2 separate regions of the Arachis hypogaea genome follow, and region 2 is linked to region 1. The links are chromatin contacts, called in public Hi-C maps. All regions are on one chromosome and are shown on one strand. Each heading gives the region's core, a stretch centred on a gene start, on an enhancer-like site or on the middle of the called end of the contact. The rest is flanking DNA. Distances are from core to core; before and after follow the strand shown. Region 1 holds the start of LOC112789532 (transcription factor LHW). Region 2 has its middle 15 kb from the start of TRNAL-UAG.

Evidence for each region. Hi-C and Micro-C count contacts between places; a contact is called where the count stands out from the background.
Region 2: a contact with region 1 is called in a Hi-C map of an unstated tissue, with 4 times the contacts expected there. The contact joins the enhancer-like site here to the promoter of LOC112789532 in region 1. A contact is called at or near these places in 4 of 8 Hi-C or Micro-C datasets (leaf and an unstated tissue).

What each region holds. Positions count from the first base shown.
Region 1 is chr3:12,347,852-12,350,728 of arahy.Tifrunner.gnm2.J5K5, forward strand. It overlaps LOC112789532 (transcription factor LHW), which reads right to left and starts at 1,549. Exons shown (of 10, transcript XM_025831462.3): 1 at 698-1,549. The coding sequence starts at 792.
Region 2 is chr3:12,380,807-12,383,735 of arahy.Tifrunner.gnm2.J5K5, forward strand. No RefSeq gene overlaps it. Among protein-coding and RNA genes, the nearest start is that of TRNAL-UAG, 15 kb to the right of the region's middle. Within about 2 kb of position 1,480, at least 1 of the 3 cell types and tissues checked has open chromatin away from gene starts, as enhancers often do.

The DNA.
Region 1 (2,877 bases), core at 299-2,798:
TATGGTGCAAACATAAAATTTAAGTTTTTGATCTAAAAAATCCTTTGTTTTCCTTCTCCTGTTTTGCTTTGGATACTTTAAGCTCATGAAATTTAGGGAACTTATTAGCATGATAATCACAATTATAATTCAATTATAAACAAAAGAGAACCTAATAACACTGTATCACATAAGTTATTAACATGACATGGATAGATCAGAAGATTAGCTTCTGAAGAAGCATGGATGGAGTTCAGCTTTTTCATTTAATGGAACAAGAAAACAAAGACCAAAACAACACCAAAGAAGGAAGAATCAAGTACTGAATCAATAGATAGTGCGCCTGGCAAAGCGATACACAACAAACTTTATATTTTTTTTCTATATTTAAAAAAAATGTAACTTTAAAAACACAAAAAGAAATAAGTAAGATTCTTGATAGCAAAACAGAAGCAACAAAGGGCACACACATAAAGTTCCAAAACAGGAACTAACATGTGGATTTTTATCATGAAAACGAACCTACCCCGGAAACAGAATCTAAATATACGAATTTAGGATGCGATCCCACCGTTTGGTTCCCAATAAAGTACAGACATTAAAAACATAAAACACCAAAAATAAAAATAAAAATTAAAAAAAAAAGTCATTAGCCAAAAAACAAAACATAGAAAAACACAAAATTTGAAATCAATTCTTTAGTTTTGGGGAAACCTACTTGGAATTATTACATCCGATCTTCCAAAACACCGCATAAGACCACTGGTGCCGAGCACAGAGAGTCTTCAAAGCTTCCTTCAACAAAAACCCCATTTCTGTTTTCTGCTTGAACTCAAAAAGGGGCTCCACAAAAAGGCTTAAAGTTTCGGTCTTTAATCTTCCGACGCAGCGTTGAAACACTTAGCATTCAGCAACAGAGAAGTAGAGAAAAGGGGTCAAAACCAAGCAAGTTGCATTCTTCTTCTTCTTCTTCTTTTTCTTCTTCTTCCTGCAAGTTCTTGAAGCGAAGACTAGCTTCCGCGGCAGGATCCTCTCCCTGCTTGTTTGGTCCTCAAGCCTCCACTTAGCTTCCTCTCTGGATCCAAGTTCACTACGATCAGTTCCCGGCGCCGGCATGCCATCCTCCGGCAGAGGAAGCTTGAGAGAGAGAAGGAGGAAGGAAAGTTGCAGAGAGAACAAAGAGAAGAAGAAAGTTGAGAGCTTTATGTTGTGGGCTATACAATCCCACGAGATTCAAGCTTGTATAGAGATACCATCTTTCTGAGTGTTGTTGAGAATGGAAAAAAGAGGGGGTATTAGTGTTTTTGTTTGAAGTTTGAAAGGGTCGTTTTGGTGTGTCTGTGGTTCTGTGAGATGGGAAATAAATGGAAGACGATTGGGGAAGGGAGAATGAATGAGAGGAAAAAAGGGAATCGAAAAAGGTGAGGTTTTTGAGGGGAAATTACGAGCTACAGCCACTGAAGCAGAGAGAGAGAGAGAGAAAGAGTTTTGTCGGGTTGTGAGAAGAGAAGAAGCTGAAAATGGGTTTTCAGACACTGTAGAGAATTCCTTGTAGCCTCATTGCCTCTACGCTCTATCTACTATTTCTAATTATAAATTAAGTAATAAATATTATTATTTTAAAAAATATTAAGAGTATTAAATTTTATTATTAATTATTTTTTAATTTAATAATTAAATAATATATTTTATTTTATATTATTAAATAGTAATGACTAATAAATAATAAAAAATAATAAATTTTAATATTTTTTAAATATTTTATCAATAATAATTTATACTCATATTTACATAAGTTTTATATATAAAAGATATTGGTTATGTTATTTATATATTAAAATCAGTTACTAAAATTAGTTATAATATAAAATATATATTAAAATATAAATACACATTAAAAATAAAATAAATTATACATATATTTATATATAAATATAGTAGTGGTTAATTTTAGTAGCTGATTTTAATATAAGAATAATATTTTTAAAAAAAATTATATAATTTATATTTATATTTATTAAAATTTATACATATAAATAATATAATTTGTATCCATATTTTTAAAATTTAAACACATAAATTAATAAAATTTATTTGATAAAAATAATTTATTATTTGTGCTATTCAAATAATGACCAAAAATATTAAAAATTATTAATTCTAAAAGTTTCTCAATTAAATTTGGATGAAAATAAAATAGGCTTAACTAACATAATATATTTTTTTATTATGAATACTTTAATTTTCATATATTAATAGTATAAAATTATAAATAATTTTATATAATTATTTAATAAAATTTATATGTGTAAATGATATGTTAATTTTAAATTTAAAAATTAATATTTTTAATAATGTAGTAATATACTATTAGATATATATGTAAAAATTTTTTACATTATTAGTAGATAAAAAATAAATTATATTATTAAAAAGATTTAAATTTTTATTTAATATATAAATAATAAATACATTAGAATTTTAACTTTTTTTATATAATTTTTTTAATTAATAATTTTAATATGTGTCTTAAAAGTTAAAACACATAAAAACACATATTAACTAAACTAAAATAAGATAAGGAATAACCATTAGAAAAATGTTAATACTATTATTAAATTGATAGCGTCATTCTTTATTAAGAAAGATGATAATATTATTTCTATTTTGATAATATTGTTTTTTTATGAATTCATATAAGATACAATAAAAAAGAATTTAATTAATATATTTTTAGGATAATTTAAAAAATTTTCTTTTAATTAATAAAAATAAATATATTAAAATTTAATTTTTTATATTTTTAATAATTTTTTTAATTTATAATTTTAACATGTATTTTTAAAATGTAAGATAGATAAACTTTCAAAAAGTATAAAAATTTAAAATGACATTATT
Region 2 (2,929 bases), core at 230-2,729, 33 kb after region 1:
AAATTTAAATTTTAAACTCTTAAATTTTAAATTCTAACTCTAAATTTTAAACTCTCTAAAACTTAAAATTAAACAATAATTTTACAAAAAAAACTAATATTAACTAATTAAAAATTAGTTCCTATACTTATTATAAAATTATTTCATCATACCATTTGTTACTCTAGCTAGTTGTATATAAGTGTTCATCGCATCTTAATGGCACTGATGATGTGAATCTTCTTTTAGCCTAATAATTTTTGCTGCACTTAAAATGGAGCGTTCTCATCAGTTTTTAGGCTGGCATGGAATAAACTTGAAACTAAACATTAACATCTATATATAAAACTATTTTCTAAAGCAGGTATATTTACTTTTATAAGATTCATATATACAAGATAATAAATATCTACCCTCTTTAATTGCCCTACAGCTCTTAAAAAGATTAGTCACTAAATTTGGCGATCAAATATTCTAGGAAGCTACATTTGGTGATGAATATATGCTCTACATTCATATGTAAAGTTATTTTTTACTAAAAAAATAATAACAACAAAAATCTCATCATCAAATATAATTTGATGATTGAAACTATTAAAATTATTGAGATTTATGAGGTCTAATTTAACCTAAAAACTAGTTTAAATGGTGAGATATCTCATTCTTATAAATTTTATATATATTTTATTTTTAAAAAATTGAGAGATTTGTTGTATTATATCTTTCACATTTAAGAGTGATCATCTGGAAAGCGTGAACATTTGTAAGTTAGTAGTCTAATAATATTAGATTAGATAGATTATAATATCTTATTAGAATTGAGATGGAGCGAGTCTAACTCAATTTTAAAAGCTAGTTCAAAAAATGAAGGATGATTCACACTTATAAACTTTTTAAAAATTTTATTTTTAAGAAATGTGAAACTTAGTGTTAGAGATGTAACTATTTATTTGTCTCTTTTTATATATTAAGTTAAACTTTTGGAAGATTTGATTTTATGACATAGTATAAGAGTTTTTAGGACTTAAAAGATAGTCAATTCTTGTTGATTCGAAAAAAAAAGGCATAAAACTAATAAAAGGAGAAAGAAAATTTATAAAAAAAATTAATGCAAAATCTAAAAAAGATTCTTGCGTAAAAAAATATATTAGAAATATAAATATTTATATATTTTTTTCTATCTGTTTAAATTTTTAAAAAACCTAATTTCAAAACGGAAACTATTCTTTTACACACACAATTGTACGAGTTTGCTTCTGTAAACCATATTATTTTTTCTTTTTTTTCTTAAATAAAGTTATTGTAATTTCATGATCAATAATTTCATGACCCAATATCAAAATTTTCAACTTAAAAAAATCCTACATAAAGAAACTATGATAAATACAATTATTTATGTAATTTTTTTTCTATTTGCATTAGGGATAAGTACAAAAATTGATGGTACAACTACAATTAGACATATGTGTACGCCATAATGGAAGAGCATGAGGCCAAAAGAAATGGATAAGGAAAAGCATTTAACTATGGTGCGCCCTGATGATGGTGGTAAGTGCACTATATGCTTTGAATATAATGGACAATTGAAATTTGCCACTTGTTTAAGATAGATTTTTCGTTTTAAAAAACAAAATAATTCATTCCACACCTTAACACGATTGAACAACAAATAATTTAAATTAAATCAACTTTTTTTATCTATACTATCTTGTTCGATATGCTGTCTAATTTGGATTCGAATATTGCAAAAGCCCATAACATATGTGATCTTCTCTGATAAGGTCTTAGTCTAGTAGTAATTTTTTTGTCTTATACTAAATGTATTCGAATTTAAAGTTTGGTTGAAGTCACTAATGAGTTAAAACTCTTAATGTGGATATGTAAGTGTATAGTGTGCATAAATATTGTGATATCATAATACCTCAAATTAAAAATTGTCTAATTTATTTTTCTAAAAAAAATTTAATAATATATTATGTCTTATTAAATAAATATTTTATTCTATTGTCATTTTATAAGGTCTGAATGCAAAATAGATAACTAAAAGACACAAACCTTTATCTAGATAATAATGTACCAACTTATTTTGATTAATTACATTTCTAATGAATCTTATGGACACGATCATGATATATATGAATATAAAATCGTTTCATGAATTTATTACATAATTGAAATTCTTAATTTTTAACCTATAATTTTTATTTTATAATAATAATAATAATAATAATAATAATAATAATAATAATAATAATAATAATAATAATAATAATAATAATAATAATAATAATAATAATAATAATAATAATACGGACAATAGCAATATACTAGTTTTTTTTTTTTGGTGTATGGAAAGAAATAAAGCAATATACTAGTTTAATATTGAGCAAATATTCCTTTTTTAATGCATGGAAGATTTATTACCTTATTTTATATTTCATTTACCAATAGAGTGGGAGCAATACAAACTATTTATTTTTAATTTGATCTCCTTTCCACATGGTTTGATTATTTATTTTGAATTGTTGGTTTCATCCATATTACTATTGAAGCAGTATCCATCTTTAGAAAGATTTATGAGACAAGAAACCAAGTTTGAAAAGACAATAACAAAAGAATACAAGAGAAACGTTGTAGACTTGGATTTATATGCGAAGCAGCAATAATAATTGTCACACCTATACCCTAAGTTGACCTTTCCAATTAAAGGTTCATCAGTATATAGTCATCATAAGTCGTCAAAGACAAGAAATAATGGGGATTGAAAGCAATAATTTTCGGATAAAATTGTTGCGTATATATAGCAACCCTTCTGTAGTTTGAACCATTCATGTTATAGACTTGGAAAATAGCACAGTTTTTATGAGTTTTATTTATTTATCAATAATACTCTTGGGGGAGTGGAATGTATAGACATAACGTGACGAAGATAGTGAGTTAAATAAAAACG